4 separate regions of the Mus musculus genome follow, and regions 1, 3 and 4 are each linked to region 2. A link is a contact called in public promoter capture Hi-C and targeted proximity ligation data. All regions are on one chromosome and are shown on one strand. The core of a region is the stretch at or near the end of the contact, and the rest is flanking DNA. Distances in the headings are between cores, read along the strand shown. Region 1 holds the start of Cdc37l1 (cell division cycle 37-like 1). Region 2 holds the start of Uhrf2 (ubiquitin-like, containing PHD and RING finger domains 2). Region 3 holds the start of Plpp6 (phospholipid phosphatase 6). Region 4 holds the start of Cstf2t (cleavage stimulation factor, 3' pre-RNA subunit 2, tau).

The links. Promoter capture Hi-C pulls out the DNA fragments that hold promoters and counts their contacts. Capture Hi-C pulls out chosen DNA fragments and counts their contacts.
Region 1: a contact with region 2 is called in a promoter capture Hi-C map of pre-B cells, with 6 times the contacts expected there. A contact is called at or near these places in 3 of 39 promoter capture datasets (liver and pre-B cells), 1 of 484 Hi-C or Micro-C datasets (CD4 T cells), 2 of 130 datasets of targeted methods (pro-B cells and regulatory T cell precursor) and 1 of 9 other capture datasets (liver).
Region 3: a promoter capture Hi-C map of adipose tissue shows a contact between it and region 2, with 2.2 times the contacts expected there. A contact is called at or near these places in 2 of 39 promoter capture datasets (liver and pre-B cells), 1 of 484 Hi-C or Micro-C datasets (CD4 T cells) and 1 of 9 other capture datasets (adipose tissue).
Region 4: a targeted proximity ligation map of pancreatic cancer cells shows a contact between it and region 2. A contact is called at or near these places in 3 of 484 Hi-C or Micro-C datasets (CD4 T cells and olfactory sensory neurons) and 2 of 130 datasets of targeted methods (embryonic stem cells and pancreatic cancer cells).

Annotation. Positions count from the first base shown.
Region 1 is chr19:28,988,760-28,994,718 of GRCm38.p6, forward strand. Cdc37l1 (cell division cycle 37-like 1) reads left to right here and starts at 1,608. Exons shown (of 7, transcript NM_025950.4): 1 at 1,608-1,910. The coding sequence starts at 1,779.
Region 2 is chr19:30,026,209-30,032,760 of GRCm38.p6, forward strand. It overlaps Uhrf2 (ubiquitin-like, containing PHD and RING finger domains 2), which reads left to right and starts at 4,305. Exons shown (of 16, transcript NM_144873.2): 1 at 4,305-4,723. The coding sequence starts at 4,571.
Region 3 is chr19:28,961,820-28,967,864 of GRCm38.p6, forward strand. Plpp6 (phospholipid phosphatase 6) reads left to right here and starts at 2,101. Exons shown (of 1, transcript NM_028922.3): 1 at 2,101-4,982. The coding sequence starts at 2,182. The coding sequence ends at 3,060. It overlaps 4430402I18Rik (RIKEN cDNA 4430402I18 gene), which reads right to left and starts at 6,013. Exons shown (of 14, transcript NM_001374140.1): 1 at 5,984-6,013; 2 at 5,775-5,850; 3 at 1,717-1,854. The coding sequence starts at 5,813.
Region 4 is chr19:31,080,529-31,086,334 of GRCm38.p6, forward strand. It overlaps Cstf2t (cleavage stimulation factor, 3' pre-RNA subunit 2, tau), which reads left to right and starts at 2,313. Exons shown (of 1, transcript NM_031249.2): 1 at 2,313-5,806. The coding sequence starts at 2,538. The coding sequence ends at 4,436. All of the region lies in intron 3 of Prkg1 (protein kinase, cGMP-dependent, type I), which reads right to left.

The sequences.
Region 1 (5,959 bases), core at 358-2,857, 1.0 Mb before region 2:
CTTTCTGAGCAGTGGCTGGCTGGTTCAGGTCAGTTGTTCTGGCTCAAACACTTCTTCAAGCTAACTGACTCAATTTGACTTCTCTTTCAACCTCTGACTCTTTTGCTCTGCTGGGCCTCTAACTCTGGCAATATGCTCTAATTTTCTAGCTTGCTCTTTCTCTGCCCTGCTCCTTAAAACAAACAAACAAAAACAAAGCAAAACAAAACAAATAAACCATAACTTCTCACTTTACATAATCTAATTCTGTAATTTGGTTTCTTTAACCCAGTGAGTGCCCCTTCTGTGTAGCCCAGGTTGGTGGTGAACTTGAGAATCCTCATGTCTCAGCCTTTCCCAGGATTACAGACTTGTTCATTTCAGAGATATTTCCACATCAGCACGCTGAGATCTACTCTTCCATTGCTTCTACTTACTTATTTTTAGCTTTCTTTTACCACCCCAAAACTGTCTTTGTATTAGATTCCGCTGTAAAAATACTGTTGGGTATTTTCCTGATCATGAAAGAGCTGAACTGAAGCACATAGGCTTTTCATGTCATCCCTCTTCCTTAAATGTTACACAGCATGCTTAACAGCATTTTTCTCATCTATCGCTCGACCATTAGGATTAACGAGCCTTTAGCGTTTGCCAGTCAGGGCTAAGGCAGATGACTCAGTAGGTAAAAATGGTAGCTGAGCAAGCATGAGGACGGTAGTTCAAATACCCAACAAACCTGCACCTCTAATCCTAGCTCTAAATGGGCTGAGACAGAAGGCTTGGTGTCAGTTCTCTGAGCTCAGCGAGAAGAAACCTTGTCTCAAGGGAATGCTGTGAAAAATAACAGAGCAGGAGAACTGATGTGGTCCTCTGGCCTACCCTTGTGAACCTCACGCCCCCACACACCCCTACCTACAGTTTGCCAATCAATCAAAGCTTGAAAGACTGATAGTCTGTCGTCTTATCTGATTGCGAATAGACAACAAGCTAAATTGTTAAACGTGCGGGTTGTGAAGTTAGACTTTCCTAGTTCCTAGGTGTCTGTTTCCCTCTCCCTGGTCCTAGAAACTAAAATCAGGGCCTTGCCTGTGTTAGTTAAATGAGCACTCTACTGCCAGGGTACATTCCCAATCTTTGAGTTTTTCGCTTAAAATGTGTTCTCGGGCTATGGTGGGTCATTTTGTCTCAAAAAGAAAAGGGACAGTGAGTACTCGGATCTTCACGATTCTAAAAAGACACGAGGAACGGAAAGCCCTCTGATACGTCTACTACTTGTCTCAATTCTTTACAAATGTGCTTGCCCCAGTATTTTATTTTTAGTGTCCTCCTCCGCTGTAGCAGGGTTTGGAGAACAGTCTTGTCGCGGGTAATTTGAAGTTAAAGGAAAGTTGGCTGTGCTTTCTAAATCGGTCCCCCTCGACTCCGACTTAGATTGCTCTACACGAAGGAGCTTTTGAAATAGAAGAGGGACAAGTCAGAACACCCTTTGAACGCCCGGATCCGAACCTGCAGAAACCCTAGTTAGCTTTCCCGGACTTAAACTCCAGACTTTGCTTCTTCGTCCAGACGTGGCCACGCCCGGTCACGCCCCCGGAAATGACGTCCCGGCCGGCTACTTCTTCTTCCGCAGTCCGCCGGCGGCACAGTCCAGGCCTGCTCCGGGGGTGCATCGGCTTCGCCAGGGGCAGAGGGATTCTGGGTAACGACCGTGGCCGGCCGGGCGGCTGGCTCCGCCCAGCAGGTTCCACTCACGCCAGGGCCGTTGGCGCTGGCGGTTGCCGGGCCCGGACCAGTGGGACATGGAGCAGCCGTGGCCGCCACCGGGCCCCTGGAGCTTCCCGAGGACTGGCGGGGAAACCGAGGAGGAGAGTGACTTAGACGTGTCCCCCTCTTCGTCCCACTACTCTCCGGTACCGGACGGCGGCGCCCAGGTGAGAGCGGCCTGCGTTCTGCCGGGGGCGGGGGATGGGAAATGTCTGCGGGCATCGCGGGGGAGCCTGATGCCAAGCCACAGCTCTGGCAGCATCTTCCGCGAGAAAAGGAGGCGATCACGCGCGCATTCCCGACCTCCACGTCCACGCACACTTGTCCCTGCACCGGGGCTGGTTGCCCCTCACCTTTGCGAGAGGTTCCTCCTCCCCCTCTCTGCTGCTGTCTGCGTGGAGCTTTGGGGGCCGCTCAAGTGTATAACATTGACCCTTTGTCCTCTGGTGCGTGCTTTCATCCGAGCCTTTATTACGAGCTCCAGCTACTTTGTGCACAGTTGATAGGAACAGAGAGTGATTGTACTTCTAAAATAGTACACCGAGTCCTGACATAAACATCTCACGTGCTCTTTGCCGCGCTGACATCTCAGCAAATTCTGTAAGCCTTGCCTTTGACGCTGGCACACACCTCCGTTTCTATCATTGGTCCTTTACTGTATTCATAGTTTGATTCCGCGTCAGCCTCCGGTGAAAACATACAGCCACCGAATTGGCTTTCAGGCTTCTTCCCGAAGTTTCTGATACTACATGTGTTTTTCAACCCAGCTTTCTTGCCTCGGAAACTGTCAAGTGTTATATGCCAGTTATGGCTTTTATAGGGGTGCTGTGCTATGCTGCGAACATCACCTTCTCCCGACTTTTCACCTGGGTGTGTTTTGAACCAGATTTCAAAAGCATAGACTGAACACTAATCTTTTCAATGAAATTGATTGTAGGTGTCTGATTTCCAGGCGTTTTTGCAAAAATGTGGTCCAATATTATAATAGCTTTTCTTAAAGATGACTGGTTTAAATTGTCTGCCCGCAAGTCAGTCAGCTGAGTTGATTGGGCTCACCCACAGTATGCTGTTTCATAACCACAGACTATGGTCAGCCAACTAGTCATAGGGAAAGTAAGGCAAAATGAGAATTGATGGGTCAGTAGTCACCTAGTTACGGATCACTAGTATCATCTGTGTATACTTAGTATTGCAGAGGGAGAAAACGAAAAGTTGCTGGTGTCAATTTGGACAGGCAAGGGGAAACTGCCTCAATTTCAGTGCACTGTGGTTGACTCGAAGAAGTAATCCAAGAAACCCAACATTTTAAAACGATTTTACCTGTGCATTTGTTTAGGTGATGGGGTTTAAGAAGGCTTCTATTGCCTTCACTAAAGGAGATCTCCCAGGGTCATTTAGTTAGACAGTGCAGGGTCCCCACTAGAACTCATGACTCCCAGTCCGGTGTTCTTTTCAGGACGCTTCTGCACTGCCTATCCAGAGAAATACTATAGCATTTTATTTGGATGAGAAGGCTTTTAAATGGTGATAAAATTTACACAGTCATTACTTCTAAGAACATATAATTATTACAAGCCTACTTGTATGTTTTGCTAGCTTTAGGACTTAAATTGGGGGGGACATTAGAATATTTAAAAAAAAATAAAATGTTTAATCAATCAACAGGATTTTAAAAATTCATCTTAAATTACTGGCTTAATTTTTACCAAATATGAGAGACAGAGAGCTATCTCAATATAACATGATGTGTGAAAAGGCAAGCCAGAATTTGAGGACTTCAAAAAAGATGGTTGTATTTTTTTAAAGATTTATTTTATTTATATGAGTACACTGTAGCTGTCTTCAGACAGACCAGTAGAGGGCTTCAGATCTCATTACAGATGGTTGTGAGCCACCATGTGGTTGCTGGGAATTCAACTCAGGACCTCTGGAAGAGCAGTCAGTGTTCTTAACTGCTGAGCCATCTCTCCAGCCCGCTTGTATCTTTTTTTAAATTAAATTTTCATACAATATATTTGCATCTTGTTTTCCACTCTCCCAACTCCTCCCAGATCCTCCCCAAATCTCCTCATCTCACATTATGTTCTCCCTCTCTTAAAACAAACTACCCAAATGAAATCAAAATAAACAAGCAAAAGACTAGTAAGACTAAATAAATACAATTTTAGAATAATTAAAAAGGCTAAAATGGAGCAAAAAGTCCACAAAAACACCACAGAGTTCATTCTGTGTTGGCTAGCTACTGCTCAGCATGGCACTGCCCGCCCTGGAATGGGGGCGATGGAACTCAGTGATTTCCCCTTTCTAGCAGGTACCAACTGCACACTGCTTCTTGGTTAGGAGTGGGCCTGTGCCCACTTAGCCCTCTCAGTGCTGGGATCCAGTGTGGCTGCTGTTTGAGAGCTTTTGATGTGAAGCTGCTCCAGTAGACTTGAACCATCATAGTTTCTTTGCGGAGTTTTTGTTTACTAAAATTATGGCCTTTTAAACTTTTATATGATCACAGAATAAAATAAGACTTGATATGGGCTCAGAATGCAGCTCTGTGGAGAATGCGTGCCTAACATGGGTTCACGTCCCTGGGTTGCTTCTTTTTCTTAAAGACCCAATAGTATACTTAGTCATCTCTGTCCATGTTGGACTGTATGACCAAATGGTATGATAGTCTATGGGGAATAATTTAAATATACATAATTTTGGTAGTTGGCTTGATTTGAGAAATATTTGCTTTTGTATAATTAGGGCAAGATCCTGCACCCCACTTCTAATAATTGCCTTTATTGGTATAACTTTGTTTTTTACAAATTGTTTTACAGCTTCATTTTTCTCCTTTTACTGGCTTTCTCCCCATTTCCCCCACCCCCCTTGACATAAAAGTTTCTCTGTGTAGCCCAGCTATCCACTCTGTAGATGAAGCTGACCTTGAACTGACAGAGATCTGCCTGCCTCTGCATCCCAAGTGCCGGAATTAAAGGTGTGCAACAGCATTGATAATTTTTCTTTTAATTTAATTATTTTATGTATATGAGAATTTTGCTTGTGTGCATGTGTGTGCATCCCATGCATTCCTGACACCTGCCAAGGTCAAAAGAGGTCGTTGGATGTCCTGGAGTTGCAGACAATTGTGAGTCACCATATAGGTGCTGGAGATGGAGCCCAGGTCCTCCTCAGGAGTAACAAATGAGCTCAACCACTGAGCCAGCTCTCCAACATCTTCATTTTCTAGTGTATCAAGAAGTAAAAATAAATGTTTTACTTGTCGTTTAGAGACATGGCAGTATATGGGCTTGAAACCCAAATAACTACTAAATAAGGAAACAGGAGAGCAATGTCCACAGACAGCCAGTAGAAATCTCAAATGTGCTAGAAAACTCAGGTTTACTCCCTGTGCCAGAACAGTTTGTTACTAAATTCTAACTCCTTACAAAGCTTGGAATCAGGGAAAATAAGTATATATTAATGTTAAAAACAGCAGTATAGCAATGTGTATACCTTGGGTTTGGAGAGAGTGGATAAGAACAGGCTTGGGATCGGGCAGGGATCGGATAGAGGACAGAGTGTTATCAGTGAAAAGGGATAATCGGGTTCTGAGGGTGGGAAGAATAAGCCAGTAAGTAAAACTGACGGGAACTAAAGGGTCTGTGCTTTATAATAATAGACTCTCGGAAAAAGCATGACTGCCCCCTCTTTTTGAAGCATCATTCTAGTAGTGAATGGCTAATGAAGACCAAAAGGTATGATTATATTTATACAGTTGAGATGTAAATGAATAAAGGCTCTAATAATGATACAGTTCTGGCAACAGATTAAGAACAGTGATTCTTAGTAAGTAGTATGAAGTACATTTAACCAAGAAATCCTTAAAAAATGCCCTCCACTTTTGTTGTTGAGACAAGGAATATAAGGAACTAAACTCCCATTGCATTTACATGAGCAGTTACAGAAGTATTGAAAGTGATTTCTCCTGAGTAGAGCAGAGTCACCAGTTGGCACTTTTCGATTTCACTGTCACTGTTTCCATTAGGATTGAGGTAAGGTGTGCCTGTGTGACATAATCATTTAAGTAGCATTTTTTATTAAGAACTCTCTCATCGTCACAGATTGTGATGACACAAAGAAACTAGGAGCCATTAAATGGGTTCTTTGAAGTGAAGACTGGTCACTGCAAGATCTACAGGTCAGAGCTCTGGTTTTCAGGATGAGGAGCCATGACTGA
Region 2 (6,552 bases), core at 3,055-5,554:
ACACACAACTAGTCCACAGATTAAGACAGATCTTTTAAAAGGAGGGTGTTGCATCCAAAATATGCTCCTTGAGGGTTGCAATTATTGTGATTGCTCATGGGAGAAAAATGATGGGTGAGAAAGGGAATATGGTCCAGGGGCTTGGATGTGGCTTGATGGCAGAGCACCGTCCTACCAGAAGGGCCTGGAGTCCACCCAGCACCCCTGAGGGAATAACATTGGTTGAAATTGATGCCCATATTATGCAGTGCTAGCAAATATGCCAAATGAAATTTAATTGTCAAAAAGGAAAGAAAGAAAGAAAGAAAGAAAGAAAGAAAGAAAGAAAGAAAGAAAGAAAGAAAGGAAGGAAGGAAGGAAGAAAAGAGAGAGAGAGAGAAAAGAAAGAAAAGAAATTCAGAGAGAGTAAGTGTGGTGTGGCAGACAGCATGCCCTTGTCAGAGGTTGCTCAGTGTATGAGGTTGTTTGACACCAAGCTTGATGACTGAGTCCAGGCTCACATGTTAGAAAGAAAGAGCCAACTCCAGCTGGTGAGGAAGGAGTGTTCTCTTAATTCCACGTGTATGCTATAACACACATACAAAATAAATAAATGTAAATAGAGTAACATCGAACAGAATGGTCTTAGAAATCGGATGTGGACTCATTTGTGTCCTCTCCTCTATTTTTACATATTAGTATATTGTCGGTCCACATCTGCTCTGCCACAGGCACAGCCTCCTGGGGAGGCAGAATGCTGGGAGTTTGACTCTGCTTGCCCCACAATGCTGTCGGGGTGGGTGCTGGGCTGTTTGGAATCACTAAGTCACTGCTCTGGGGGTGGGAAAGCACAGTCTTGTGGGGAAGCTGGAGCTGGCTCAGGCGTCCCTGGGTCTGTGATGAGGCCAGGGCCATGGGGTTCTCAGACTCTTGGACATCCAGGAGCTGCTGGAAATCGCAGAAGATCAGAAAATGGAGTTGGGGACTCACTGGCTGGGGATGGGGGGGCAGTGTCTAGTGAGGGGGAGATAAGGGAAGTGGGGAGGGGAGCCCTGGCTTGTCCCCGTGGGTGATTGTACTTCGTTTAGCAGTGGCAGTCTTGGTGGAGATAGTGGCTAGGAGCGCAAAGAAACCTTCTATGGCGAGAATAAAGCTGCAGCTCTGTAGACAAAGGCCTTCCCCAGGTTCCTCATGGCAGATTTGACAAGAGACGGTCATGGTTCCAAACACTTTATTGCTTGTTCATGGTGGAAAATGGATGCATAATGTACCATAATGCATTTACCACTTTTCAGGGTAGGCCTGAGATTAAATACCTTTTGCAGAGAGGAATATCCAGGAAGGGAAGCTTATTGGCTAAGCCCTCAGGGCCTCTAGGTACCTCATTAGCATGGAGAACTCTGTTTGGAGCCTATGCGACCTTAGGACTCATTTCTTTTATGTGAGAAGCATGGCACATGCTCCAGCCCAGGAGTCTGACAGGGAGCAGGAAGTCGCCTAAATCTCAGGTGTGTCGCCCCCTCCCACCCCCAACCCGAGTCTCCAGGTTTCAGCCTGCTCTACTTTACCAAACTTCCTGGCATGATTTTACGTCCCACAATTTATGTCCCACGGCATATTAAAATTAATGTTTTGAAATCTAGCTCCTCGTATGACAATGTATGGAGATAGAGGCTTTAATGAGACAAGGTTACATAAAGTTGTTAGGATGGGTCCTAATCCAATATGGCTGCTATCCATGTTAGAAGAGAGCAAGACCTGGGAACCTTGCTGTTTTGAACACAACTAACCTATGACAGAGAGGTAGACATGTGAGTGGTGTCTTAAAAAAAAAGTTTATTGTTCTCACATAATGGGAGGATATGAAATTGGATACAATCCTAGCATGATGCAATGGATTTGAGAACAGTCAGGGTTACATGAGATTTTCAAATAAGCAAGAAAGAATGAAGACCAAAGAACAATAACAACAAAAGCCTTTAACCAGACCAAAGTCTTACACTGGGCTTTCTTCCTGATTAATCTCTAAGAGAGCAGCAGAAACATCCTTTGTGGCATCTCTGTGCAGATCAGCCCTAAGAACAGGGAAGTGATTGATACTTTCATTTATACCAGCAATAGGCAGAAGATAAACCCCTACTTTTTCTTAAGAGGATCTCTAACTGTGGAATTGTAAGCATATAAAAATGTAACATATGAGCAAACGGTAAATGTTCAAACCCCGCCCGCCCCCCCCCCCCCAGCTGACATGGTCAACTCTTCAGGTTATAACTTCCCACCCAATATCCCCTTATTCTCTTCCCTATCCGTACCACCTATTTCTCTCTCTCTCTTTTTTTTTTAAGATTTATTTATTTATTATATGTAAGTACATTGTAGCTGTCTTCAGACACACCAGAAGAGGGCATCAGATCTCATTACGGGTGGTTGTGAGCCACCATGTGGTTGCTGGGATTTGAACTTCGGACCTTCGGAAGAGCAGTCGGGTGCTCTTATCCACTGAGCCATCTCACCAGCCCCCCCCACCTATTTCTCTATTCGCCAAAATGTAGGCATCTCTATCAAGCCAAAAGACTTTCCTCCTCTCAGAAACTCCTTCTTCCCTTCACTCTCTTAGACAGTTCTTTTCAACTACCAGGCATCTCCACTGTAGGCACATTTGAGATATATTTCAAATGCCACACAACTCAAATGGAACTCATTCCATTTTCTTCCCTTTTCACATTCACAAATTCTACAACTTTCAGGAGCTGGGTTTCCTAGAACACTCAACAATTTATTCTTCTCACTATCTCTAATTTTTCCAAAATGGACAACAGTTGGCTCTTGGCTAAATTTCAGCCTCTCTCACCTTCCCACAGCTTGCTTTTTTCCCTAAGGCCTCCTTCCGCACTCTGTTCTATTGTCATTCTAAATACTTAAACACATCAATGCACATTTCAAAAAGCCCAGGTTTCCCCGGGAGGCCTACAAAAGTCTTTGAATGCTAATGTTCACACTTGCCCTTCATTATTTAGTCAACCTCTCTCAGAAGTGTAGTGTCTTCTGATGTGTGAAAATGCACTCCCAGTCTTTGCTTAAGCACCCTATCTTCTTTGAATATTCCCAGTTTATCTAAATTCTCTTAATAACAAAAGCTCTAAAATACCTTCTTGTGTGCTACTAAGGGAGTGGCAAGGAAGCTAACATTCCCTCGGTGTTTATGAGCACTATTTTACCTGGAGGAAATTGAAGCAGTTTGTTCAAGATCACAGTTAAACAGAAAGACTGCAATTCTCGCGCGTCCCAACCCGTGAGCCCAAGACTCAAGGCTTCAGACTGCAGCACACCGTTGGCAGTGCACCACGAATAACAGCCCGAGACCCTAGCATATCCTTGTAACAACAAATAGTTGATCCCTTCATGGGTCAGATTAGATGTTCTCAGATGTATCTGTTGCCTTATCAACTAAATGTTTTAGTTAACTAGGAAGCTGTCGAGGTAACTTAGAGGCTCTAGGTATATATATATATATTCATATCTCGAGCTGACGCACATTTCACTCTTCCTGTATTTCCATTTAGGCCATCTTGACTAATCAATTTGGTTGTTACAAAGTTGTGCCTCTTATCCTCATGGGAATGATTAGTACTGACATTACGGATACCGGTGAATGTAAGATAATGCGTTTGCTTTGCTTTCTCTCTTAAGTCTTCCATTTTTGGATGGGTCCCCTGAGTGTGGGGGCCGTATCCCGCCCTGGGATCTCCGGATTTTTGGATCGGAGGTGTACAGTCCTGCAAAGCCAGGATCCCTGCGGCTAAAGGCGCCCTTAGCGCAGAAGGCCCACTCGGTCAGGTCCAGCTCCCGCTCCGGCTCTCCGGTCGGGAAACGTGGGTGCGAGGCCTCTGCCCTGGGGCCTCCCGGAAGCGGGTTTCCTCGGCGGGAAGCACGTCCATCAAGCCGACGCGCCCCGGGAGAGGCCGCGTGGCGGGCGCACACCCTGGTGTGAAGTCTCGGGAACGTAGGCTGCATCCCCATTTCTTGCTCACGCCAGCGCGCAGCACGGCTAGCTATTGTTCGTGCGTTTTTGAGACCATGGAGTCTAGGCCTCAGGAGACTGCGAGGTGACCAACGACAACGAGGGCACAGGGCGAGCTGGCCTCGGCGAGCCTGCCCAACCCCGCCCTCCTCCGAGTAACGGCTCTGGAGGCCCCGCCCCCTCCCATATTAGCGCCCCCCAGGCTGTGCGTGGGGCGGAGCCCCGCGTGGATCTCGCGAGATCCGGGTTGGCGCCGTGACCTCCATGTGGGAGCTGCATCTCTATAAGTAAACAGTGCGCGCCGCCGAGCCATGGCTCCTTCCTATTTGTGAGGCGCGGGCTGCGCTCGCACCTCGGGCGGGTTCCGGTTTCCTTCCACCGAGGAGGGGCGGGCGGGCGGTCGCGCGGTCTAAGAGCGTCAGTCCTCGCCCGCACCCGCGTTCGCCGAGTCGCCGCCGCAGAGAACCGGATCCTCCCGGGGAGGCGGCGGGGACCGGGCGGGGCGCGGCGCGGCGGCCCGAGCGCAGGGCCAGACAAAGGGGCTTGGTCCCCTGTCCCCGTGCCGCCGCGATGTGGATCCAGGTCCGCACCATCGACGGCTCCCAGACGCGCACCATCGAGGACGTTTCTCGCAAAGCCACCATCGAGGAGCTGCGCGAGCGGGTCTGGGCGCTCTTCGATGTAAGGCCCGAGTGCCAGCGCCTGTTCTACCGGGGCAAGCAGGTGAGGCGCCCCGCGGGGAGCCCGGGCGCGAGCAGCCGGCGCCCCGGGACGAGGCTGGGTGTCCAGGGCTGCGCCCCGCTGTGCTCGGGATGGGCCGCTGGCGGGGCGCGGGATGCGGGGCCTGGAGCTCGGGCCTGCGGCTGCCCCCCCCCTCCCCCCAAGCGCGCCTAGCGGGTCGGAAGGTGCGGGACGCGGTGTTGTCGCTGGCAGCGGCCACGGACATAGCCTCCGAGGGTCCTGGGGGATCCTCTTCCCGCCTTTGGGGGGGGGGGGGATCGGAGCCTGGAAAGGCAACAGGCTCCGGCAGCCATGCCGGGGCGCGGGAGGGACGAGCTGGCTTTATTCGCAGCGCCGTCTCCGACTCCTCTAAGGACTTGCTTCTTTTCCGTGCCCCCGGCTCCTAGATGCGACGTGGAAAGGGAAGCACCTTATCCCTGTTTCCTCACTAGAAGGATTTGAACACTGAACATCGGAACGGTGGTAGAATGCGTGCCCCTCCTTCCTTGTCGTCAGTCTCAGACTGGGGATTTGTTCTGTAAAAGATCAGAGACCTCTAATTTAAGGAACGATGTTTGTAACCTGAAGTCGGGTTTAAGTCTGTTGAATATACGGACAGATTATTTCCCCATAAACTTTACCTCTCATCTTTGTGTGTCCCCTAAGTTCGGGCTTTCAACTCAAACCTTTCAGCATAATCAGCAGTAATTCAAAAAAAGCCAGAAAGTTGTGTTGGGCCACAAGGGTGCTTGTGGGCATCTCCGTTAATTTTAAGTAAGGCTCTGCCTGATGAGGCTAAGACGTTTCCTATCCAGTAAGTCTCAGAGTCTTATGATTAGACACCCAGACCCACATTGTTTTTCTTGCCTTTGTCTTTAGTCCACTAAAAAAGTTGGCATCCTGCAGTCAGTTGACCACAGTTTGGCTCCAGTCCTGAGTTTTGAATTAAGTGCAGTTCTCTCTGATTCGATGGAAGTAGCCTATAAGCCACAAAGGGTTTAGAAGGAATATTTTTGTTCCCTTTACAGATTTACAACTTCTCAGACTGGTCAAAATTTTCTAAGTAACAGATTATACAACCGGCAAGAAAAAGCCAGGGTTTTGGTAAAGTGTTTGGAAGGCCTCTGACAGAAAACCTGTAGCACTTTCTGCTCTTGTTGTATCCACTATATTGTTTCTTGAGTGTTTGACCAGTAAAGAGTTTACTTGTCTGGAAAGTTGGTTTTTAAACAGTCATACCTATTAAATACTTTGTAGCATTGTATTGCTGTGCCTCAAGTGGCTATTATCTTTTCCTTTTGGCTATCAGTGAAAGCTATACAAATAGTAATAATATTGTACATTGACTCCTAGAATAGTTGGGCGACTCCAATACAAGAAATAGAAATGAAAGATGACTTATGAAATAGACTTACACTAATAATCAGAAAATGGTTCCTGGTTGGGGGTAGAGAAACCCTAGTGGCCAACCCCTCCCCCCATTGTTAGTGATTCACTACTTCTCTCTCCACAGCCCAATAACCATTAAGGATAAAAAAGAGAATTCCAGTGCCAGCCTTTGACTTGAACACCAGAAAAGGAAAACCGTTGACTTTCTTGTGAATGATAACTAGCCAGGGCGTAGTTCCTATCTCCTTTTGTCTTGATGTTCTCCAGATGATGGAGATAGCAAAGCAAGTCTTTAGCAGGCAGATAGTTAAGTTGGTACCAGAGAGAGGGCTAGCCGTTTCCTGTAAAGTGAGTTTATGTTTAATAGAAAAGAGGTGTTCTTTTTCATATGCTTTATTGTCATAATGTTATAAAACAGGGTGAGGTTTGAAAAGCAGTGCAAG
Region 3 (6,045 bases), core at 851-3,350, 1.1 Mb before region 2:
AGGTGACCCTAGTGAAAAAGTCAAACTCTCCCAAGGGGTCGCAACCCACAGGTTGAGAACCACTGCTATAAACCAAAGAACTAGCTCCCACCATGCCTCAGGATGTAGCGAGATCCACACCACCATTCTTTGACATCCAGTCTCCAGGACTGTGAGACAGTAAGTAAGTTTGCTGCTTGTGGGCTACTTGTGTATGTGAGCTCTAAGAACCTAACATATCTACCTACGTTACGTGTAAGGGTTTTTCTCAAGGGTGATCTTGGGAAGCAAACACTTAGCTTAGTCTATTCAAATACAATGGCTTGTGAATTTTTATGAGGAATTTGTTTACCCACGTACTTTTAAATTATTCAAATCTAAGCCATGCAAAGAGATGTGGGGAAGGAAAATGCTTTTGCTATGTGCCACACGAGTTTTCAGCTAAAGAATGGAACAGATCTCAAGAAACCTGGAACTAGAAGAAACTAGAATATGAGCCTAAACAACTCAAAGAAAAAAAAATGGTTCCATGGTATGTTTGACTAGAAACCTCAGGCTTTCCCACCCAGCAGGAGAAGCATCTAAATTGTGAATCTCAGGCATTCTCTTTTTTAAAAACAGAGGTGGTCAGATTAAGTTAAGTTCCCAAGGTATTGATGGATGTATCATGCCCTGTTAGAATAATTTCATATCTATGCACCTCTTACAATTCTATCTTAGAAGTCTGGTACAGGGCCAGCAACTGGTGAGTGGGGAAAGTGGTGGGGGTCATTTTCAGCACCTACTTCACACCATGTCTATCACCCACATATGGCCAGTAGGACCATCTGGGTTCTGACTATTTCCCAAGATAATATCCAATCACTTTTACCCAACCAGTTTCACGGACGTTTTTCCAATGAACAGGCTGCAGTTTTTAAAAACGCATCTTTTCTCTCATCCTTGGATTACAAGAAATAGGTAGGTTTCTGGAAAACATCTTCCAGACTTTAGGATCGATATGTACAATCTTCCCTCCACCCCAAAAGTCCACCTTAGGGGACCCTGGGCAAAACCACTAGGTTTACTAAAGATTACTCCAATTTCAACTCCAAAGCTAAAACCAGAACCTTAGGGTGTTGTTGGTGATTGCAGAGTATTGAATAGTCAGCAGCATACTGCAGTGGGAAGCCCTGGCCGGTGATTTTTACAATTTTTAAAATCACAATTGCACTCATTGGAATGGAATCTAGCCCTTACTACTATTGTTATATAACACGCACATGACTTAAGGAAACTCAGAAAATATGAACAGCTTTCTTGTTTAGTTACAGGCTTTCAATTACCAGGTACAGCTGATTTGGTTATAGTTTTAAGTTATTTTCCCAAGCTTAAGAAAGTTTTTCTTAAGATCTGCAGTTTATTAATAGCCCCTTTCATAAATGCAATGCAACTGTCTCTAACACCTCCAAGAACATTCAGAAACGCTCTCTGCTCCAGTTAGAAAATGCCATGGGAGTTCCAAGAATAGAAAGCATCCACCAGGGTATTTAGCACTCAATTGACAGAACTTGGCTCAGGCCTGCATTGCAAAAAGCAAGACTTCCAAACTATGGTTTTTGCCTCAAGGCCGCTTGTACTTTTTACACTGTGTTAAAAAAGGGGGGGGGGGGCGGGGAATAAATGTACAAAACCACTATTCTTTATGACCATTAAACTGGTTTCAGACAGCAAAACCCACTGAGAAGTCAAAATCACCTTTACAAATCTCATGCTCTGTTGAATCACAACAGGGAACACAGGGGGAAAGCAGTCTGTCTCCAGGTACTGATTCAGAAGGTAGACTCCAAGGTACACAGCTTCCTTGTCCGGCAGGAACACTCCGGGGCAAGAAATCTTAAAAAGAAGAGGAGGGCAATCAAGGGATTGGTTTTTTTTGTTTTTTGTTTTTTTTTTTTTTTTTTGTGCAGAGGGGCTGTTTATCCTAACCTCCCACAGCTCTGAAATGACGCCATCACTGCGTCCTTCACCTGCACTTCCCACCTCTCCTCAAGCTGGTACTCCCGGTTCCCTCCCACGTCTCCGCCAGGTGTCACAATCGTGCTCTGCGGCTCGGCTCCTCGGCCCGCCCTCCGGGATGGCAGTGCGGAAGCGGAAGAGGCTGACGGGCTGGGAAGCCTGTCTCCGGTCTGCCCGGGTCCCCGGGACCGGCCTCCCTCCGCGATGCCGAGCCCCCGGAGGACCATCGAGGGACGGCCGCTGGGCTCCTCGGGCGGAAGCAGCGTCCCGGGCAGCCCGGCCCACGGCGGTGGCAGCGGCGGCGGCAGGTTCGAGTTCCAATCGCTGCTGAACTGCCGCGCGGGCGCGGACCCCGCCTGCGCTCGGCTGCGCGCGTCCGACAGCCCGGTGCACCGGCGCGGCTCCTTCCCGCTGGCCGCCTCGGGCCCCGCACAAGCAGCCCCGGCCCCGCCGCCGGAGGACGCCCGCATGAACTTGAACCCGTCCTTCCTGGGCATCGCCCTGCGCTCCCTGCTGGCCATCGACCTGTGGCTGTCCAAGAAGCTGGGGGTGTGTGCTGGGGAGAGCTCGGCCTGGGGCAGCGTGCGGCCCCTGATGAAGCTGCTGGAGATCTCAGGGCATGGCATCCCCTGGCTGCTGGGCACCCTCTACTGCCTGCTTAGGAGCGACAGCTGGGCCGGGCGCGAAGTGCTGATGAACCTGCTCTTCGCCCTGCTGTTGGACCTGCTGCTGGTAGCTGTGATTAAAGGGCTGGTCCGCAGGCGCCGACCCGCGCACAATCAAAAGGACATGTTTTTCACCCTCTCGGTGGACAGGTACTCCTTTCCCTCGGGCCACGCCACGAGGGCCGCCCTGGTGTCGCGGTTTATCCTAAACCACCTGGTACTGGCCATTCCACTGAGGGTGCTGGTGGTCCTGTGGGCCTTCGTCTTGGGTCTCTCTAGGGTCATGCTCGGGCGGCACAACGTCACTGATGTGGCTTTTGGCTTTTTTCTGGGCTACATGCAGTACAGCATTGTGGATTATTGCTGGCTGTCACCCCACAATGTTCCAGTTCTTTTTGTACTGTGGAATCAACAGTGACACCATCTCATTGATTATTGACACCTTGAGGTCTGAAGGATTCCACACTCGAGGATGCTGACCTAAGCCAGAGCCATCTAGTTGCCCCTCTGGGCAACTTTGGGAATTCTGGGATCCCACTGTCTTGACAGGTTCCTAGACCGGAGCGCATGCTGGCTATTACTGAACACGGCCATACTTGAGAAACAAAGTCTACTGTGTATTTGACAGCTATTTATCACCAAGACAACTGTAAAGAAATCAAGCTGGCTGACTGTATGATTGCTATTTACTTAAAGTTGACAACGTTAATGAGTAATTCCCCTCACCCCCCAAAAAAACAATGTTATTACTTGTAAATTAAAATTTAAGAGCCATTAGCTAGATAAACCATGTGCTATTCCCACCCTTTACCTGCAGTAAATTTTAAACAATAATTTTAAAGTTCAAAACAGATTTTTTTTCTCCAATTTAACTCTCTGAATATGTTGCCATAATTGGAGCTTTTTCCTTCTTCTGATTCCTTTAAGCTCTCCCACCCTTGTGGACTTGGTAGTTAAGAGGTTCCACAGAGTATTTTCCTTTCTGCTCCCAGTACCTCTCAAACGATCTTTAGATAGTTAACTTCTACTACTATTTAACGTTATCTTTTAGCACTCATAGAACAAACCAAGATATGGAAGAAGACATATTCAAAAGGTGGGCTTGTCTAAGGTTCCCACAGAAATGTAAGTATGAGCCTACTGTTTTGTTTCCTAGTCCCATGGACAAGTAGCATACCAGGGGGCAAGAAGCTGAGCTGCTGGGGAGAGTCAGGGGAACTAAGAGCTTAGAAGGAGGCAGACCGGGAAGTAGGCCATGGCCAGGGGCAGGAAATGAAGCCCTGCTGTCGGTCACCTCTACTAAATCAAGCAAATGGTCCTCTATTAAGTAAAAAGTAGAAGAGCAATGTGGTTCTTTTCAGTGTGCCTGCATAGCGTTCCTGTGTGTACCCCAAGGATAACTGTATGCTATCCTTTCCCTATCGGTCCCACTGTGCTGTGTTCAGCACATTTTAGGTAACAGGACACAACTTGAAACTTTTCAGGAGAGCCTATTGCCCTACGTGAGCATTAGGTAAAACTCTTAAATTTCTGTTTACATTGAAAGCTGTTCATTCATGGCGCCCCCCCCCCCCCAATCATAAGACCAAAGATGACCAAATAATATGGTAGACTCTGATTACAGTCTGACCTAGAAAGACCAAAGAGGGGTATGCTCATGACATCTGTAAATGCTGCTGTGTCTGGAAAGAAAGTCTTTAAATCACTGGTGAAAGTGGCATCATCAGATAATCTCAATGGCCACTTGTTCTGGCATTTATAAATAGAAAGGACTGTGAGCTGTGGGCTATGGTCTAATGTTCAAAGATATGGGTGGACAGGACTGTGGAAGATGGACATGATAAACCAGTTCTCAGTAGGAGGAAGTAGGACCTTCGAGAGTGGGAGTCTGGTACACCCATTGGAACAAGTCCTTCGATAAATAAAACAGTTATCACATTCCCACAACAACCTAAACACAGACTACCTCTCCCCTCATCAGATCAGCTAAGCTGTGAGGTTCTAAGAGGTCTAGGTGTGTTTAAATTTCTGAAGATCATTTTTCATTATAACATTCAGGCCAGACACTTGAAAGTGACTGTTTGTTCTTATAGTGTCCCCAAGTCTGCTAATTAAGGGCCCACTTCTACTTTCTAGTCGCACTTCTGAAATTCCATATTTTGTTTGCTGGGGCCTGAGTTTGCTGGCTTTTAAAATATAGATCAGATCAATTTACCCGACTTCATGAATAATCCTAAATTCTCTGGAATAAAAAACTGATTTCTTTGTTAATTACTTGTACGATGAAGGATGCCTTTAAAAAAAAATCAAAATAAATTAAACTGGTAATGTTGAATGATATGAGGTGAAATCTTTAATTTCTGCTTTGATGTAAGAGAGATCACTTGGCTTCTTGGGGGCTCCTTCCTCATCCTGAACACTTGAAATTGATACAGCCCAACTGAGAACTGTCAGCAAGATGGAACCAAAACCAGGACCCTCTCGTTTTTCCTTTCATTTCTACGCGCTCAGTGAAACCATAGAGTTTACTGATTACACAGCATCTCACTGGATCTCCATGCTGTATCCTCTTAGCATCCACTTCTAACTATGGCCTAAGCCCCCGTTTAACTGTGAGGCCACACTCCATGCCAGCCTTGGAGGACAGGAGAGCAAAACCAGAGGAATGGCTGACTCCTAAATGGGAACAGCAAGGTCATGGTCACGTGCCCCTGCCCCTCATTTAAGGAGGAGTTGGTGGGTTATCACAAAGTGTTTATTGTTAGATTGATTACCCTGTTGAAATGAGCAATCCAAAGCGATCCCTAGACGTGAGGGGACAATATCAAACGTGGAGCTTTAAAAATGTTATATTCCTTGGTTACTTTAAAAAAATAAATTCTTTCACAAATGAAAATCCTGCTTTAACCTAAGTCAGGATTGTTTTAAAGAAGCCAAGGAACATGTCGGTTTGGGAAAGAAAAATGAAAGGCGGAACAGATTGAACTGAGTTTAAAGGCTAAGAGATACAAGGGAGATAAATATGTGGTATCTTAGGGACAGAAGCACAGATCTGCCCCCCCAAACAATGTGTGTGCAGTAAGCAAAGGAGAACTTGGGGTGACGCGGTAGGTAGGCTCGCAGGTGTCTTACCGCCCGGATTTGGAGCTCCACCACCACCTCCATAGGCATCCTTCCCTGTGCACCGCAAAGATCCTTTGTGCTGAGCCTTGAACCAATTATTTCTTAGTTTACATCAAGGCAAGCGCTTTCCAGAAGCTTCCCTGACCCCCACCCCCTCCCCTTTGTTCCCCCATCAGTGCTCCCAGCCCAGGTCCCTCCCACCGGGACGGGTGTCTCACAAGCTTTGGAGTGTGAGCTTTCAGAAGGCTGAAGCGTCCGGTTGCCATGGACACTCAAACAC
Region 4 (5,806 bases), core at 1,063-3,562, 1.1 Mb after region 2:
ATACTTTACAGACTCACAAAGACTACAGTATTTACAATTTTGTGTAGAATTTCATCTCTGAAAATAGCTAAAAGGAGAGGGGAGGTTTTACATATATCCCGGGTTTGCCTACAACTCAGTATATAGTCCATGCTATCCTTGAGCTCAAAATGAGCCTGAGCCTGTCTTAGGCTTTCCAGACTTGTGTGACCACCCCTGCTGTAAATACCACATTTGCCAAATATGTCAGAGATTTGGGTGGTTTTGTTGGTTAGTCTTGTTTGTTGAAAACACGTACATTTTTAGTCAAGGCAGTTAGTTTTTTTTTTTAAGATTTATTTATTTATTATATGTAAGTGTAGCTGTCTTCAGACACTCCAGAAGATGGAGTCAGATCTCATTATGGATGGTTGTGAGCCACCATGTGGTTGCTGGGATTTGAACTCTGGACCTTCAGAAGAGCAGTCGGGTGCTCCTTACCTACTGAGCCATCTTACCAGCCTGGCAGTTAGTTTTTAATTTGACTGATAGATGCTCAAAGTAATTCAGAGTAAATATTAAACACCATTTCTTTTCTTTCTTTCTTCTCTTCCTTCTTTCTTTCTTTCTTTCTTCTTTCTTTCCTTCCTTCCTTTTTTTTTTTTTTGTCTTTTGGGTTTTTTTGTTTGTTTGTTTGTTTTGTTTTGTTTTGTTTTTTGAGACAGGGTTTCTCTGTGTAGCCCTGGCTGTCCTGGAACTCACTCTGTAGACCAGGCTGGCCTTGAACTCAGAAACCCGCCTGCCTCTGCCTCCCGAGTGCTGGGATTAAAGGCGTGCGCCACCACCGCCCGGCTTAAACACCATTTCTACAAGGGACTAAGCTGATAGTATTTAACAGACACAAGTGTTAAAGTGTTGAGTGTCTCTCAGTGTGCCATCACCAGCTTGGAACTAGACATAAAGAGCTCCGGGATGTCCTGGAAGTATCCCAAGTGCTAGGATTAAAGATGAGCCGCCATGCCTAATTTATGGTGAATGTTTTATTTAATGTTTTAAAACCTTTAAGTATCTCATAGGCCCCACGTGTTGCTTTGTTTGTTGGTTACTGTGTTTTCTTTGACCATCAGGTAAAGATAAGGCTTGTGGTGCTTGCCTCTAATCCCAGCATACACTGGGAGAAGCAGGAGGATTGCAAATTTGAAGACAGCTTAAACTACATACACAGTGAATTTTTCAGGCCAACCTGGGCTGTAGAAGGGCCCTGTATTAAAATAACAAAATTTGTTTTAGTATACCTGATAACTTAATTTATTGAATTAATTGACAACTGAATGTAAAAATATACCATCTACATTAACATAACACATATCTGGGTGTAGTGGCCCACTCCTTTAAGCCCAGCACTTGGAAGGCAGAGGTAGGTGGATCTCTTGAGTTCAACGCCAGCCTCATCTACAGACTAAGTTCTAGGGCAGCCAGGGCTACACAGACAAACTCTGTCTCAAAAAACAAAAACAAAACCAAGAACAAAACAAAATATAAACCATGATATTTTTTGAATTTTTTTCCAAGTTAAAACAGTGAAAATTATGTTTGGTCATTTAAAATAAAATGGCAGTATTTAAAGTACAAAACTGGCAAGAGAAGTGGGCGGTGGTGGTGCACACCTTTAAGCCCAGCGGAGGATTCTGGGAGCTGGAGGTCAGCCTGCGCTCCAGGATAGGACTACATAGAGACCTTGTCTCTAAATAATAAATAAAATCACAACTACTTATATGTGTACAATAAAAGTTTAGTCGATTAATCCAGACTCTGCAGTCATACTTTTTAGTTAATTCCACTTTAGCATTGATGTCAATTAAAATTTGTAAGGGGAGAGAGAAATGATCACACAACAACCTGCGCACACAGAAGATACCAGGGAAGACCCTGGACTTGGTAACAGTTTGAACAAGCCATAGCTTGGGGGCGGGGCTGCGGCTGACAGAAGCGCTATTTTATCTTTGCGATAATTATGTTTAATGTTGTTAAGCTATTTTAAGGGATAAATAACAATATTTTTACCTCATAATATTGGATATAATTTTAAATATTTCTATTATCCTACACTAAACGAAAGCTGTGAAAACACATTAAGCCTTAAATCAGCTTCCGGCTTGCGGTTTCCCGCCGGTGGAACGCAATGAAAACAGCCCCGAGTGTGTGGAAACACAGACGCTGCCGGTTACCCCATGGAAGCCCGATCGGCCATTTTTAATGAGGTCAGTCGTAGTGCATCCTGTGCCCGCAGGAAGCGGGGGCGGGACGCCGGGAAAACTCGACCAATAGGACCATGGAACGGAATCCTGTTGTCAGTAAGTAGGCGCGGACAACCGAGCTCACGGCCCGGGGCGGAAGGCGTTAGATAAATTAGTCCGGTCTCAGGAAGCAGTGTCTGCGGCCTAACGGAACTACAGATTCCTAACAGAAAGGTTTCTGTCCGGAGCTTGCTATCTGCTTCCGTTACAGAGCGGAAGTGTGGTTCGCCAGAGGACGACCCTTAGACGAATTCAATCTCCGCTGTCCTCTCGGCAGCAATCATGTCGAGTTTGGCGGTCAGAGACCCAGCCATGGATCGATCGCTGCGTTCGGTGTTCGTGGGGAACATTCCGTATGAGGCGACGGAGGAGCAGTTAAAGGACATTTTCTCAGAGGTTGGTTCAGTTGTCAGTTTCCGTCTCGTCTACGATAGAGAGACTGGGAAGCCCAAGGGTTATGGCTTCTGCGAGTACCAAGACCAGGAGACTGCGCTCAGTGCCATGCGAAACCTCAATGGGCGAGAGTTTAGTGGGAGAGCGCTTCGGGTGGACAATGCCGCCAGCGAAAAGAACAAGGAGGAGTTAAAGAGCTTAGGCCCGGCGGCCCCCATCATTGACTCCCCCTATGGGGACCCTATCGACCCAGAAGATGCTCCAGAATCGATTACTAGAGCAGTCGCCAGCTTGCCCCCAGAGCAGATGTTTGAGCTCATGAAGCAGATGAAGTTGTGTGTCCAGAACAGTCACCAGGAAGCTCGAAACATGCTACTTCAGAACCCACAGTTGGCGTATGCTTTGCTGCAGGCACAAGTGGTGATGAGAATCATGGATCCAGAGATTGCACTGAAAATTTTGCATCGTAAGATACATGTCACACCACTGATCCCAGGCAAATCTCAGCCGGTCTCTGGGCCTGGCCCTGGTGGGCCTGGGCCTAGTGGGCCTGGCGGCCCTGGCCCCGGCCCTGCCCCTGGCCTCTGCCCGGGACCTAACGTCATGTTGAACCAACAGAATCCTCCTGCCCCTCAGCCTCAGCATCTGCCAAGAAGACCTGTGAAGGACATTCCACCTCTGATGCAGACCTCTATCCAGGGAGGAATTCCAGCTCCGGGGCCAATACCAGCTGCAGTTCCTGGACCTGGACCTGGTTCCTTAACTCCAGGAGGAGCAATGCAGCCACAAGTTGGCATGCCAGTGGTTGGTCCAGTGCCCCTGGAGCGAGGACAGATGCAGATATCAGATCCTAGACCTCCGATGCCTCGTGGACCCATGCCTTCTGGTGGCATACCTCCTCGAGGACTACTGGGAGATGCTCCAAATGACCCACGTGGAGGGACTTTGCTCTCAGTGACTGGAGAAGTAGAGCCCAGGGGCTATATGGGACCACCCCATCAGGGTCCTCCAATGCATCATGGTCATGACAACCGTGGCCCTGCCTCACATGATATGAGAGGAGGACCATTGGCAGCAGATCCCAGAATGCTAATTGGAGAGCCCAGAGGTCCCATGATAGATCAGAGAGGTCTACCTATGGATGGTAGAGGAGGTAGAGAATCTCGAGGGATGGAGACTCGGCCCATGGAAACTGAGGTCTTGGAGCCACGAGGAATGGAGAGAAGGATGGAGACCTGCGCGATGGAAACCAGAGGCATGGATGCAAGAGGACTAGAGATGAGGGGCCCTGGCCCTAGTTCCAGAGGTCCGATGACTGGTGGAATCCAGGGTCCTGGCCCTATTAATATGGGGGCAGGTGGCCCTCAGGGACCTAGACAGGTTCCAAATATTGCAGGAGTGGGAAATCCTGGAGGTACCATGCAGGGGGCAGGTATACAAGGAGGAGGGATGCAGGGAGCAGGTATGCAAGGAGGAGGGATGCAAGGAGCAGGCATGCAAGGAGGAGGGATGCAGGGAGCTGGCATGCAAGCAGGGATGCAGGGAGCTAGCATGCAAGGAGGGATGCAGGGAGCTGGCATGCAAGGAGCCAGTAAGCAAGGTGGAGGCCAGCCTAGCAGTTTTAGCCCTGGGCAAAGCCAGGTAACTCCACAAGATCAAGAAAAAGCAGCTTTGATCATGCAGGTTCTCCAGCTGACTGCGGATCAGATTGCCATGCTGCCTCCCGAACAAAGGCAGAGCATTTTGATTTTAAAGGAACAAATCCAGAAATCCACTGGGGCTTCTTGAATGGTTTTCAACTAAGAAGCACTTAGTTACTCCTTCAGAGTTTATTCTGTGGCATGAAGTGGTGCAAAAAGCTGTCTTCTGTGTTCGCACACTTTAACCATTTAAGGTTTCCTTCTCCCTAGATCTTAATCTTTCTTCTAGTCCTGTCACTTTCTGCTTCCCTTTTAGCTTTTTGATGGAGGTTATGGAGTGGAAGGAGTGGGCCTGTTCACTTTGTCACTGTTACTCTACCACGTACCCTGAAAATAACTACATCATCCACCAAGTAAGGCTATGAGGAAGATGCAGGAGGAATAACATGTCTGCACTTTGTTAACTGCGTCTTTAAAAATCCCGAGTAAGCTGGGAACTACATAAAAATTGAAAGTGACTTGTTACAGTATTGATATACTAAGATGGTTTAAAGGTTTTTGGTTGTATATTAACTGAATGTCAGCATCTTAAGATACACTTTTTGGTAAACCAAAATACTGTAGAGTAATAAGATTAATGTTTAGTTATTTTGGAATTATTTTGAAATATTGGAGCTAACAGTCTGTGGTGTAGATGTAGGGTTTTTTTTGTTTTTGTTTTTTTTTTTTTAAGCATTGTTATCTGTAAAAAGGTAATTTTCATTTACCTGACTTTTTTGAGACAACTAATATTCTTGCCTGGTCCCACCTGGTGATTTTGCAGAATAGTTGTAGTGTCAGCTGAATTATATAAAGCCGCCTCTGAGGAGACTCAAGTGATTTCCTAATACATTTCTCTAAAAAAATTCTTAAGCACCAAGTCTGGTTGTAAGTAGTTTTTTCATGTCATCTGAAAATAGCAGTTAGACATGGGGTCGGACTTTCTTGAGTAATGGAGGGTTTTTCAGTAAAGCTCCCACCCAGGTTCTTGATAAACCACTATCCATACGCAGATGGAATCCATTTGGTCAGCAGGAATCAGAAGTTAAAAAATCTTAGTCTTCGAATTTTGACGTGTCTTACAGTTTGATAACTTTCACAAAGTACTTTCCTGCCATCAGCTTAACTAGAACTGAGGCCCAAGTGATCTGACAGCTCTGCTCAACTTAGTATTTTATTTCTTAGAACTCTCAAGAGCCATTTGGTCATAACATACATTCCTATCAGATGTGTTTTAAAATAAGGAGTGTGGAATTTAATACATTTCCTTTAGAGCTACCATACTATTTTTTGACATTAAGTGTGTGGCACCTAGACACCATGTCATATCTAGTTAATGAGCAGAAACAAGCACAAGTTCCCACTTGACCAAGTGATAGTCCTCTGTAGGAAACTAACTACCCAGCTACAGAGGGAAGAGTAGCCTTAGGGAGAGAGCTGACCCAAGGGTCTACTTTGTCCTTGGAAAGTTTGAGCATT